Linked DNA regions of Mus musculus: regions 1 and 3 are each linked to region 2. The links are chromatin contacts, called in public HiChIP or PLAC-seq and promoter capture Hi-C maps. All regions are on one chromosome and are shown on one strand. The core of a region is the stretch at or near the end of the contact, and the rest is flanking DNA. Distances in the headings are between cores, read along the strand shown. Region 1 holds the start of Nudt7 (nudix (nucleoside diphosphate linked moiety X)-type motif 7). Region 2 holds the start of Tmem170 (transmembrane protein 170). Region 3 holds the start of Phlpp2 (PH domain and leucine rich repeat protein phosphatase 2).

Region 1 (4,765 bases), core at 256-2,755, 2.3 Mb before region 2:
CAACAGGTGTCTTTGAAGGAAGAGGCTATAGACATAGATGTACACACACACACACACACACACACACACACACACACACACACACACACAGAGAGACAGACAGACAGACAGACAGATGGGAATGGGGACCCAAAATCTGCTGCTATAAGCCAAGGATGATCGAAAGTTACCAGAAGCTGGAAGGGGCAATGGAACATCCCCAGAGACTTCTGATTGTGTGCCTGCTAATACCTTGATTATGGACTTCAGACCTGATTATGGGTCCTTCAGACCCAAGAGAGGCTAATTGCTATTCCTCAAGTCATCCAGTTGGTAGGACTTTGTCACAGTGGCTGTAGAAAGTGTAACATTAGTTCTCACTATTCCGCAGTATGACTGTGCAAAACCAGATGTTTAGGTCAGCCAGAACTCATTCCATCTCAAAAGCTGGGTGGAGCCGGGTGCGGTAACTAGCTCACACCTGCAACCTCCTAGTGCTTGGAGAAGCTGAGGCAGAACGACTACCGAAAGTTTGAGATCAGCCTGGGCTACCCATCATCTCCTGGAGCCTCGAGAAGTCCTCATCTGTAACTTGCTCGAGGGTAGCCGTGCAGGTAAAGTGGCCAGTTCATGAACAAGGTGGCCCTGAGCTGTGAGTGTTAATCACTAGCGCATCCTTAACAAGCCTTTGGTTAGAGGGGTTTGCTTATTCTCAAACACCGCCCCCCCCCCCCACAAGCCCCATCCCATCCATGTGACAGAGAGCTGGCTGCAAACCAATCAAATGTCCTGGAAAGGGCCAATGAAAGCTGGCACACAGTACAGCTGATACTCACAGGCCTCTGTCCAGAAAAGACAATTAGCCAGCCAAAGAGGAAGAAGGCTTTTAAACAACCCCTAGAACTGCCCAGAGGCAGCAGGAAAATAAAAGTCTAATTGTGTCGAGACAATACCATCAAAATAGGAGCAGGGCTGGCCCATTCTGTGTTGAGTTCTCAGAACAGCCTTGTAGTACTGAGGCCAGGCTGGGAGCAGCAATGCCTTGAGCAAGAACCTCGGTTATGGGTGGAAGAAGCCACCCAGGAACTTGAACTCTGTTTGGCTGATGCATAACTGTCTGGCCATGTTGGGGTTCTGAGGTTCCGCTGTGGGGGTTCCTGAAGAGTGACTCGGATTGGCAAAAGGGAAACGCTGTGACCCTGGGAGATGAGGACACGCCTGCGCGTGTGTGAATCTTGTTAGGTGAAAACCCCAACTCTGTCCCCAGGAGCAGAAGAGCAAAGTTCCGGCTGGAGGGGAGCCCTGAGGAGCCTGAACTGCAGGGTGGATAGATAGGGCCTGTGCAATGATCAGAGCCCGGCTTGGTCAGGCTCCGGTGCTTGGAGCCGGAGAGCTTTACCTGACAGGCTCCGGGAGTCCACAAGGTCGCGACATCAGCCCTGCAGTACTTCCTCTTACTAGCAGCAGGAGACTTCGGGAAGCAAATAGTTCTGACGCGCATGCGCTTAGTAGCCCCAGCTAGGAATGAGGGCGGGGACTTTTCAGGGAGGAGAGGCTGAGGGCGGGGCCCTTCAAAGACGCCCGAAGTGCTAGGGGCGGGGCCTATAGGTAGGGCGTGTTCGGGGCGGAGTTAGGTCCGAAGGTGGTGCTGACCGGATTTAAAGTGTTGAATACACTAAAAAAAAAAAAAAAAAAAAAAGATTGCTGTCTAGTAGCGTGGGCTTCTTCAAAACCATGGAGCATGTGAGAAAATTTGCAATAAGCAGTTGTAAAAAGTACTTAATTTTAAAAAATTAAAAATTAATTACGCTTGCCGGGCATGGTGGTACATGCCTTTAATCCCAGCACTTGGGAGGTAGGGGCAGGCAGATTACTCTTGAGTTCCAGGGCAGCCTGGTCTACAAAGTGAGTTCTGGGACAGCCAGGACTGTTACATAGAGAAACACCGTGTCTTGAAAAACCAAACAAAAACGAAAACCAAAAACCAAAAACAAAACATTTTATTTACTAGTGTGTGTGTGTGTGTGTGTGTGTGTGTGCGCGCGTGTGTGTGTGTGTGTGTGTGTGTGTGTGTGTGTGCGCGCGCGTGTGTGCGTGCGTGTGTGTGTGTGTGTGTGTGTGTGTGTGTGTGTGTGTGTGTGTGCTACAGAATATGTATGAAGATCAGAGGACAACTTTCAGGAGCCAGTTCTCTCCTTCCACCCTGTGAGTTCCAGGAATGAAACTCAGGTAGGTAGGCTCAGAGGCTGGGAGGGGAAAAGGAGGCTGGGTGGAGAGTTGGGGGCTTGGAAAACCAGGCCGAGCTCCTCACTCCTGGCCAAAAGAGAGTGTCTAACATGTAGCTCTCCACACCTCCACCCCCACCCCAGTATCAATGTCTCCAGTGTCCTGCTGCAATGCAGACTGCCCAGAAGCACACACCTACTAAGTCCCAGGAGGGTGGCAGGTCCCCAGTGTAGGTAGATGCTGCTGTCTGACACCTGCACCTGTTTTCAGGGATGAACTGCCTAGCAATGGGAGAGCTCCATCACCTCACACAGAGCTGAGAGAGAGTGTGAGCTGAGCGGGGAGGCTGGCCGGAACTGAGACTGGGGGGGGGGGGGGAGAGGGGAGCAAGGCAGGCTTCTCCAAAGACTGGCATAGTGTCTGACACACAAACTTAATGATGGGCTTTACAATTCATATATCCTTCCCTAATGTCACACATGAGTACAATGTATCTATTGTAAGTGATTACAATAACACCCACCTTCCATACCCCTCCATTTTCCTCCCAGAACCCCCAACCACATCTGCCTCCCCAATTCATGTCTTCTACTTCTTTTTTATTTTTCTTTTCTTCTCTTAAAATTCAAAGAAATTGAATGTAAAATTAAGTAATATATAAGAATGAGTCAAAAACTGAATTCATCCCTACATCAGTATAGTAAAAAAATATAATTCATTGTATATTATATTATTTTTTTAATGAAAGAATAATTCCATAAAAACAAGAGTACTCAGAACTCATGAGAATCCCATTATAGCTAAGGGAACAGTTGTACCACAGTTCCCGAGATTTTACATTTATTTTTATTTATGTATATAGGTATGTCTGTTTGTATGCATGCTAGAATTATAGACATATAAGCAGCCTGATGTGCATTCTGGGAACTGAACTCTGGTCCTCCGAAAGAACAATATATTGTGCTTTTAACTGCTGATCGAACTCTCCAACCCCATTCCCAAGACTTTTAAAAAGTACTAAACCTGGCGACATGAGGGCCTTTAATCTCGCACTTGGAAGGCAGAGGCAGGTGGATCTCTGTAAGTTCAAGGCCAGCCTGGTTTACAGAATGAGTTCTAAGACAGCTGAGGATGTTATACAGAGAAAGCCTGTTTTGAAATCACTAACCCAGCACCTGTGGTTTATCGCGTTATCTGAGCAGTGTAATACCAGGAACAGCTGGGAAGGGTCCAAACCAAGAACACAATGGTATCCTAATAATACTGATCGTCACACTCCATCTACGTCAGTCTCAATCCTCAGAGCAGGGTGCTGGGGAGATGGCTTGGTGGTTGAAACTCTTGCTTGTAAGGATCCTCAGAATCCACAGGAATGCCAGGTAGGCATATTGGTTTACCTATAATTCCAACCTGGGAGAGTAAAGACAGGGTATTCCCAGACAACTAGCAAGTCAGGCCATATCACTTAGCTCTGGGTTTGATTAAGTTACCTTTGCATCAACCTCAGGGCACCAAATGCACCTGCACGTATGTACTCACACTGACACACATAAACGTACAACACACACACACACACACACATACACACACACACACACACACACACGTGTATGCGTGAACATGTAAAAGTGAGAAAAAAATTCCTCAGAGCAACAATGAACAGGGTTATTTCTACAATGATGGTATTGCTCTTTCTTGATTAGAAAATAAAAATATCCAGCTTGAGGTCGTAGGGCTTTGGTTTGAGGCTGCATCATTCTGACCTTTGAGCCCGTGTATTTCAACACACCCTAGAAAAGCAAATGGCCTGTGAATTAGGTGTGTCTGACCATGAGGAAGAAATAAATGACTCCTTATGCAATATCCGTGACATAGCTGCTTGTGAGAAGTATGGGGCTATGGTTGAGACACGGAGCCTTGGCCTTCAGGCCTCTCAGTCTTGAGGAATGACTGCAAACACAACCTACATCTCGAGTCATTTACTACGTGAGTTGGAAGGGGTGATGACCGTGGTTCAGGGAGTTGAATTAAAGGCTGGGAATTCCGTCTGAGAAGCCTCTTTTCTTCAGACTTCTATTGACTGACTCTTTGCTCTTAAAGATGCTCAAGTTGAGACTTAAAGGTTTCAGGTGTTGTCACACCTGCCACGTAATAAATTATTTCTCTGCTGTTGAAATGAGTCAGTTCAAGCTAGATTGGAATATATATATATATAGGCAGGTTTATTAGGAAGCAGATCTTGGGGTGGATTCACTGAGGCCAGAGAAGTCACGGTTGGGGTTGGGGGAGGCAGAGGGGAGTGGTAAGAAAGAGAGAAAGAACAACATGTCCACACAGATAGAAAATGCAGAGAGGGGGAGAGAAGAGAGAAATAGGGAGAGACCAAAATGTCTGGATTATATAGGCAAGAGTCTTGGGGGAAAGGGAAGCCCAGCCTCTGGGCTGAAAAGTTCAGGGCAGAGGATGGGGTATGCCTTGTTACAGGTAAGGACTGAGGGATGCTGGGTGAACCTGGAGGTCAGGTCTGTCTTGGTGTGTAAAATATGCACCTCAGCTGTTT
Region 2 (4,430 bases), core at 1,673-4,172:
AGCACACTTAATCACTAAGCCACTTCTCCAGCCCCCTCCTCAACTTGAGACAGCTCAGGCTGGCTTTGCACTTACCAGTAATCTTCCTTTCTCTTCCCAGATTTGAGATTACAGGTGTGAGCTGTCATACCTTACACTCTTATGCTCTCAGAGCAGTTTCTGTTCCTTAGACTCTTCTTTTGTGCTTATAAAGATATGGAAGGGCTCCATGAATTTGTGTGTCACTCTTGAGCAGGGGCCGTACGAATCTCCACATCATTCCAGTTTTACCTATGTGTCATGCAAGAAGCCACTCCTTTCCTTTCATTCTTTCATTAAAAAAAAAAAAAAAGTAATAGAAGCCAGATATAGGGCTGGTGAGATGGCTCAGTGGGTAAGAGCACCCGACTGCTCTTCCGAAGGTCCGAAGTTCAAATCCCAACAACCACATGGTGGCTCACAACCATCTGTAATGAGATCTGACTCCCTCTTCTGGAGGGTCTGAAGACAGCTACAGTGTACTTACATGTAATAAATAAATAAATAAATAAATCTTTAAAAAAAAAAAAAGAAGCCAGACATAATTTGCACAGAAAGTTGCAAGCCAGCCAAGAGAACGCAGCAAGACTTCATCACAAACCAAACCAAAAAGGTAATAGAAATTGTGGGAGTTTATTCCAAAGGAGAAATGAGAAGATTGGATGACCAGAAAAGGCAAATACTCAAAAGTCTCAAAGTACATTTTCCCTACAAAATATCGATGCTTTGCTTTCTAGGTCCTTCCATTTGGCTGTCAAACCACCAAATTTTCATGTCTATATAGGCAATCTACAGATTCTCCCTGGAAGGCTTCTTAGGGACCTTTGTGAAGTGCTGGGGATCAAACCCAGAGCTGCAGGCATATGAGGCAAGGCGTCTCTCAGAGCTATAACCAACCCAACTTTAACTTCTTTCCTTTGGGAGGGAGGTGAACATCTGGGCATTAATGGATATAGCACACTTATGGGAAAGGGCTGTTGGCATTGTTCATGCTATCCTGTAAAAGCAAAAATCCTACAAAATCTAAAATGCTGACAAGATGTCTAAATATACTGAAAAACAGTTGCTGTAAAAGGTTTTAAAGTTATTGATTTATTATATATGTGTATTAGTCTGGATTCTGCAGAGGGAGAGAACTTAAATATTTATATTTATTAATGAATATGTTAAATTATTTATTGAATGTATCATATATATATATATATGTATATATATGATTTATAGAGTGGCTTACAGGAAGTGGTCCAGCTAATCCAGCAATGGCTGTCTACTAATGGAAGGCCCAGAGTCCAGGAGTTGTTCAGTCCATGGGGCTGGATGACCCCGCTGGTCTTTCAGTATACACTGGAATCTCTAAATAGGTTCTAATGCCAGTGTCTTAGTTTGGGTTTTACTACTGTGAGGAGACACCATGACCGAAGCAACTCTTATAAAGGCAAACATTTCATTGGGGCTGGCTTACAGTTTCAGAGGTTCAGTCCATTATCATCATGACAGGAAGCAGGGCAGCAGGCATGCTGGAGAGGGAGCTGAGAGAATCTCAGCAGGAGAAACTGTCTCCTCCGCACTGGGGTGGAGCTTAAACACTAGGAGACCTCAATGCCTGCCTACCCAGTGGCACACTTCCTCTAGCAAGGCCACACCTCCTAATACGTGCCACACTTCGCATGGGCTAAGCATATTCAAACCGGTAGATGGCGTGGTTCAGATCAAAGGTGGATTTTCCACCTCAAAGATCCAGATTATAGGTATTGCTACTTTAAATCCCTCACAGGTTTCGCCAGCCATTGCGGTTTTAGTTCATTCCAGGCGTCGTCAAGTTTACAACCAGGGAGAGCCATGGCCATATGTGTGTGGGAACCTGTGCAGGTCAAAGGACAACTTGCAGTTATGGGTTCTCTTTTACCACGTGGGCTCCTGAGATGGAACTCAGGTCACAGCTCCTAAAAGTTTCAACTTCTGTGACTTAGAGAATTTCTGGTCCTTTTTTTCTTTTTGGTTTTTCGAGACAGGGTTTCTCTGTATAGCCCTGGCTGTCCTGGAACTCACTTTGTAGACCAGGCTGGCTTCGAACTCAGAAATCCGCCTGCCTCTGTTTTGGTCCATTTAAAAAGTCTTATTTTTGCTTGTTGGTTGTTCGGAAGTTGAACCTACAGTCTTTTGTTTTGTCTTGTATTTGCTTTGGTTTTGGTTTTGACAGAGTTTCTCTATGTAGCTCTGGCTGTCCTGGAGCTTATTCAGTAGAGCAGGCTGGCCTCGAACTCAGAAAGCTGCCTGCCTCTACCTCTTGAGTGCTGAGTTTAAAGGCACGTATCACCACCGCCCAGCGAACCTATAGACTTTGACAGGCTAAGCAACTGGGGTTGGAATCTAGGGATGTGCAGCTAGGCTGGTTCTCTGTCAATACATATTCAGTCCTACAGAGAAATTTGAGTAGGCTAGTGGTCACTTAATTTTTATTTTTGGTGATGTATCCTTGTATACTATTTTAAAATGTATGTGAGTCTATGTGTATGTGAAGGTAAAAAGACAACCATGGGAGTTGGTTCTCACCTTTCACCATATGAGTCCTAGGGATGGAAGGCAAATCCTTCATGCTTGGAGGCAAACACCTCGCCTCTACCCGCTGAGCAATCTCACCGGACTTGTCCTACTTAAAGGTGGCACTAAAGAGGGCAGAGCCCAACACACCCAGATGGAGCAGAAGAAACTTGCCACTAGGGGCGCAGCATGCCGTGGGTTTCTCTAATCGAACGCAGCGCCAGGGGGCGGGAACAACCGTTACCCCGCCCCCTCCATCTGCGGCGCCCTGTGATTGGAAGGAGAAACGATTACTCTAGCAGCGCCGTTGGAGTGGGCGGGAGAAGAGGGCCGGCCAAAGGTGACGCCGTGGCTGCGGAGGTGCGGTACTCCGCGGCGCGGCGGGCGGTGGATGGCGGCGGGATGGAGCGCGAGGGGAGCGGCGGTGGCGGCGGCTCAGCCGGGCTCCTGCAGCAGATCCTCAGCCTGAAGCTCGTGCCGCGGGTGGGCAACGGGACCCTGTGCCCCAACTCCACTTCGCTCTGCTCCTTCCCAGGTACGCCCCGCCCCGCGCCTGCGCACTGCGCACCTGTCGCCTGCCTCCCAGGGCGAGGCCGAGGCAGCCCTGGAATCGCACTTGGGGCGACGGCTGTCCAGTCCTAGTGACTGCTAGTATCCTTCCTCTGAGAGCCTGTGTGCTGACGCTGTCCTCTGACTCTGTCCTACACCCACTTTCCCACCAGCCTGCTCAGACCTGTTGCGGATTCCCCCACCCGCACCTAGAAGAACTTAAGACAGAACTTCTAAATTGCTCTTAGCTCTTACCCGGGCTTCGCCGCCTTCTGCCAGGAGGGCTTTTAAAGTTACATTTACATTGTAGAACTGCTACAATTCAGAAAGTTGTGGAGAAGAGAATGATCCCCTGAGGTTATTAATAAAGGCCCTCAGGGGAGGGCATGATTGCTTTGGGTTTTTGAAGGCAAGACGACAGAGGCGGGGGTGGGGTGGGGTGTGGGGGGGTAGGGGTATTAGGACACTGCCGCAAAGAGAAACTAACCCAGTGACGTTGTAAAAGAGGATGACGGGTGGGATTGCTGACTGCAACCTTCGACCAGACACCTGTGAGTCTCATCTACTGGGCAGCGACTGCCAGGCGCCTCTCGGTGGACACCTGGGACCTGCCTGTGTAGTAGCTGACAAGGTGGCTGCCTTTTTGTTTTGTGGCAGCTGAAGATGTTAGCTTGTGATCCTGCCCACAAGAAAAGAGTCTGGGAGTTCAGATTGTTTCCAGAAGTACTAGTGTCCCACCTGACAGTGATTACAAATAAATACATATATAAATAAACAAACAAATCTGAAAGTGATTACAAATAAGTAAACACACAGACACACAGCATTCTGGCGACCTTCTCCAAAAGATGAAGGGTTCTTTCTTTCCTAGGATTCAGTGAGTCTGTTCTAACTCATTTTCTTACTTCTCTCCCAACTATTAAGGAGATTTCCAAACCTGAGAAGGCGAAACAGAGAATAACAAGTACCCATATGCTTAGTTCGGGTGGTAAAAGTCACATGTCTACTTAAAAGCTGAGGCTCATTAGGCACTTGTGAGACCATCATAGGTGGGGTTAGGTAGGCCTAGATGGTAGGCTAGATTATGGGGCCACAGTTGTATATTTGGCTGGTGTTGATGGATGTCTCATGCAAAGCAGGACTATTCTGGTTTTACAGCCTTGGTCACATCAATGTGCATGTGTGTACACATCACAATTTAACTTCCTGCACTGCGGAAGACGAGACATTAGGATTCTTGAGCTCAAAACTTCTGAACCAGGGATGTGTGTCCTGTCACTGTCACGGTGCCCCCAAGTCAGATCACTTCTAAAATCCATAAC
Region 3 (4,476 bases), core at 246-2,745, 2.0 Mb after region 2:
TTAAATATCTGGAAGACTTTGAGTAATTACACTTCGATTTATGCTTGAGTAAATTCCAGTGTAGGTAACAGTGTAGGTAACAGTTATGAAGTTAGTCTAAAGTAAACTATGCATTAACACTGGGAGGTGCCAGAAAATAAAATTTCAGTCTACTGAGTATTGGTTTTATGAATTCACTAAGTACAACAAATAAATTTTTCTGCTGCTTCCATCTTTGTGCTACTTTACTAATAATCTTAATAAAAGGAAATATTACTCAACAACAATCTCATTTAATTACTTAAGGTTTGCTTTTAACATTAAGTATCTTCGATGTTTGGCAGACTGGTTTCGAAACACATTAAATCTTAATTTTCTTCCCCTTCTTTGGCAAGTTTTAAATCCTGCCAATTGCTCTTCTAGAACTCTAGAGGAATTCCATTCCACTATTCCAGTTCGTTTATATACTGAACCTACAGAAAAAAATGTCTCTGCACTATTTCAGAGGTTAGTAGAGAACTCCACCCAGTTAGCCACCTTTTAGCCATCTCTGCTGACCTCACCTCAGCTCACCTTCTGCATTCTTCCTGCATAGAAACTTCTTGTCATCACTCACCTTCAAGGCTCCACTCCCCTTTCCCCTGCATCTGTTTTCCTATCCTCCTACTCCCCTGATTCTACCAAAAAGCCCCGCTTAGCTGCCTGTTGCATAACGGCTCCCCCACTGCCTTCTCCCCGGATTGTCAGCCAAGCAGGAGTGCCCCTTCGGGCTCTGCTCTCCCACCCCCGCCCCCCAAACCCTGCAACACGCCCAGCAGGTCCACAGGCAGCAGATCCTCCGGGACTGTCCCCCGAGCGGGAAGCGCGGGGTGTTGCGTCTTGGAGCCGAGAGCCGGTTCGGAACTCCCGCAGCCAGTCCCGAGGGCAGCGTGGCCGCTCCCGCCGGCGCAGCCCGCGCACACCGCGGCGCCTGGCCAATCGCCGCCGCCATCCTCCAGCTGGGGTGATGTCTTCAGGTGTCCGCCGAGTCCTGCGTACTCGCCGCCTGACTCCCGCCAGGCGCGGCCGGCCCTCGGAGCCCCCCGGAATCCGTCCCGGGGCCCCGGGCTAGGCCCAGCGAGGAGACTGAGGTCCCGGGGATGCGGGGAGGAAGGAAGGTGGGGGCAGCGGCTGCCCGAAGGCGTGGGCCTGCCGGGCGGCGGTCAGGGATGGACAGCGCCGGGGACCAGGGCGGCGGAGGCCAGGGCGGGGGCGCGGCCCGGAGGCCCCACAGCAGGCCCGCGGCGGCCCGGCCAAGTGCAAGCGGCCCAGGGACGCAGGGCGGGGGGCGCCCGCCGCCTCGGGCAGCTTAGCGAAGGCGGCCACAGCCCTCTTGCTTCCTCCCTCTCCCTGCCGTCTCACCTTTAGGACCCGAATCCCTCCGGGCCGGCGAGGCGCCGCCGCTTCAGGTGGCTCCGGGGGCTCCAGCGGGCCCGCGGGCACGGGCTCCACCTCCCCCATTGGCGGCCAAGGATTTACAGAGACGCCCGGCCCGGCGCGACAGCGCGAGCCTCGGAGGCGCGCGCGAGCAGCGGGAGGCCTCGCCCCTCCGCCTAGACCCCGCCCCTAACCAAGACGCTCCGCCCCCTTCGGTCCCTCCCCGACCCGCTGGACCTGCGTAGTCGTCAGCCTGGCGAGGCCGGAGTAGAATTGTGGGAGGCTGGCGCCACTGCAGGCGGAGTAAGCCTCTGCTGCGCTCCACCCTGAGCTCCTAGGACCAGGGCGCAGGGAGAGCAATTTGGTACTTTCTGGATCCTCCAAGAAGCGGCCAGAGGAAGTGACAGGTAAGGCCTGCACCTGTTAAAATAGACAAGATACAACCCTCCACCATGGGCGGCGCTGGAATTCTCCATCCAAGACGCTTCCTGCTCCCAAATGTGTCTTGTCCCCTGGCACCCACTGGGGGTGAAAGAACTGTTGCTTATACTCACCTCTTAGGGATAGCTGGCGACCTTCTTCATCAAACCACCTCAAGTACACTAAGCTTTCCAGGCACAGTTCAGTGTCCTTTTCCTGTAATCAAAGTATCAGATTTCCTTTCTCGTCCTCAACCACTCAACCAGTAACATGGTGTGTAAGCCCGCTTTCTATTTTGCAAGTCTTAATTCACCTATTTTAAAAGCTGACTCTTTTTGTTCCTGGAGTGAAAGATAGTTTTGTGGTTAGTGGGCCAAATTATAAGTCTGCCTAATTCCAATTCCAAATCTCAATTGTACTCTTTTTTTTTTTTTTTTCTTTTGGTTTTTCGAGACAGGGTTTCTCTATGTAGCCTTGGCTGTCCGGGAACTCACTTTGTAGACCAGGCTGGCCTCGAATTCAGAAATCCGCCTGCCTCTGCCTCCCAAGTGCTGGGATTAAAGGCGTGGGTCACCACACCCCGTTAATTATACTCATTATTAGATCTATACATTCTATACATGTACAAATTACTTGATCTAATTCTTTCGGATTTTTTTTTTTTTTGAGACAGAAAATTACACATAGCCCAGGCAGACCCGAACTCACTATATAGCCAAAGCTGGCCCTGAACTTTTAGAGTCTCCTGTCTCCACCTCCCCAGTGCAGATGTGCACCACTATGCCCAGCTTCAGGTGGGTCTTCCGTGTTGTTATGGGTATTAAGTCTATGCAACACAACACGTGTATGACTGATGATAGAGGCCAGAAGACAGTGTCGGATCCTCTGGACCTGGAGTTATAGATGGTTGTAAATTGACAGGTGAACTCTGGGAGTTGACCCTGGGTTCTCTGGAAGAGCAGCCAGTGCTCTGAACCACTAAGCCATCTCTCTAGACCCTTGCGTTGGTTCTTAAGGAGTGAATGAACTAGATTAACATCTGCCTGGCCATTATCAAGGTGGATTGGACAGAACAAAGAGCCTAACTCATATTAAAGATTCATAGTAGCCACTGTAATTCTGAAATTCTAGGTTTCCCAAAAGGTGATTAGCATTAAACTGCTCCTACATTTTGTAAGAAGCCTTCTAGATCTCTTCATTTTTAGGGCTTCCTCTCTTATGTATGTGTTGAATATTCAGCCAACTTGTAAGGGATTAAAAAGCAAAACAACTTCTAAGATAACCGGGCAAAGGGTCACTTATTACCCATTGCTTCAGTTTGGCCTGTGCAACTACTTGTCTGGAGTATTTTAACTGTAGGCTTAAAAGCAACAGCATTCGAGATAGACCTGGCCCGCCCTGTCTTAAGATGTTTTGTTCAATTTGGAGCTAATTGACATGTCAAGATAAAACTTTGCGGGCTGGCTAGATGGCTCAGCAGTTAAGAGCACTGACTGCTCTTCCGAAGATCCTGAGTTCAAATCCCAGCAACCACATGGTGGCTCACAACCACCCATAATGAGATCTGACATCCTTTTCTGGTGTGTCTGAAGTCAACTACAGTGTACTGACATATATCAATATATAAATCTAAAAAAAGAAAAAGAAAGATAAAACTTTGCTTCAAAGATTCTGCCTCATACAAATCATTTCTTCTATAAAAGGCGTTTTTTTTGCCTTCCTCTACCACAGTCCCAATCTTCCTTTCTTTGTTTTCTTTTACTACAGTAAGCATGGTTTCTCTCTGTGAAGTTTAATAAAAGGTGAAAGAAAAGCTACATCCCAGGGTTTTCTTTCTACTTTGAAATTATTTCAGATACCTACCTGATTTAGTTGGATTTCTAACCCTGGTTGATTTCACAGCAAACACACTGGTTTTTTGTTTTGGTTTTTTGTTTTGAATGGACCAGGCACCAACATGAAGACAGAAGTAGATAGCCAAGGGCAGGGAAATAGTTGGAGATGGTTTCCAAAAGCCACTTTCTTGAGGTACTACAGATTACCTTTTACAGATCGCATGTGACTTAATCACTTTGGTGTCCCAAGTCCAGCAATGAGTTCATTCTAGGGAACAGCAATGTTTTATAGATGGTTATCTTTTTCCTTATCTGGATAGTAGCCTACACCATCAATTTAAAATGAATCCATATGCTAGAAGCTAAGATTTACTACTTCAAACTGGCAACACCACTTATTAAAAAAAAAAAAAAAAATAGCCCAAGAGCACTGGCTCGGAAGGTCTCAGAGAATCAGTTTTTTCTAAGCAGCTACCTTTAAAGGTCCCCACTACTTCAGATCCAGTTAATCAGCAATAATCAGCTGATGTCTCCTTTTCAGATTATGGACTGCCATTAACATAGCACACTGTCACAAAGGTCACAATTGGTGCTCTCCCCCAGGTCAAGGCAACATGTATGCCAAGTGTTATGTAACCATCATTTCTGGAAATGGTGAACAGCTGAGACTAACCCTAAAAATAAATTCCTCTGGGATTTATGTATGTGTGTGGGGTGTGTGTGTGTATACACAAAACCATCTGCCATCACTGCAGGCTCCTCACTACCCATCATACTAAGGCAAAGAGGCATTAGCATCCCTCCTCTCCTTCCTATTGGGCTCCAC

Evidence for each region. Promoter capture Hi-C pulls out the DNA fragments that hold promoters and counts their contacts. HiChIP or PLAC-seq counts read pairs in DNA pulled down with a chosen protein or histone mark.
Region 1: a contact with region 2 is called in a promoter capture Hi-C map of pre-B cells, with 5 times the contacts expected there. The contact joins the promoter of Nudt7 here to the promoter of Tmem170 in region 2. A contact is called at or near these places in 1 of 39 promoter capture datasets (pre-B cells), 1 of 484 Hi-C or Micro-C datasets (CD4 T cells) and 1 of 9 other capture datasets (liver).
Region 3: a contact with region 2 is called in an H3K27ac HiChIP or PLAC-seq map of microglia, with 7 times the contacts expected there. The contact joins the promoter of Phlpp2 here to the promoter of Tmem170 in region 2. A contact is called at or near these places in 1 of 39 promoter capture datasets (pre-B cells) and 1 of 115 datasets of contacts at active chromatin or transcription factors (microglia).

Annotation. Positions count from the first base shown.
Region 1 is chr8:114,130,314-114,135,078 of GRCm38.p6, reverse strand. It overlaps Nudt7 (nudix (nucleoside diphosphate linked moiety X)-type motif 7), which reads right to left and starts at 1,505. Exons shown (of 4, transcript NM_024437.4): 1 at 1,379-1,505. The coding sequence starts at 1,413.
Region 2 is chr8:111,875,167-111,879,596 of GRCm38.p6, reverse strand. It overlaps Tmem170 (transmembrane protein 170), which reads left to right and starts at 2,922. Exons shown (of 3, transcript NM_025781.2): 1 at 2,922-3,094. The coding sequence starts at 2,962.
Region 3 is chr8:109,865,622-109,870,097 of GRCm38.p6, reverse strand. It overlaps Phlpp2 (PH domain and leucine rich repeat protein phosphatase 2), which reads right to left and starts at 1,495. Exons shown (of 19, transcript NM_001122594.2): 1 at 1,381-1,495. The coding sequence starts at 1,479. It overlaps Gm17344 (a long non-coding RNA gene), which reads left to right and starts at 1,568. Exons shown (of 4, transcript XR_003947453.1): 1 at 1,568-1,802.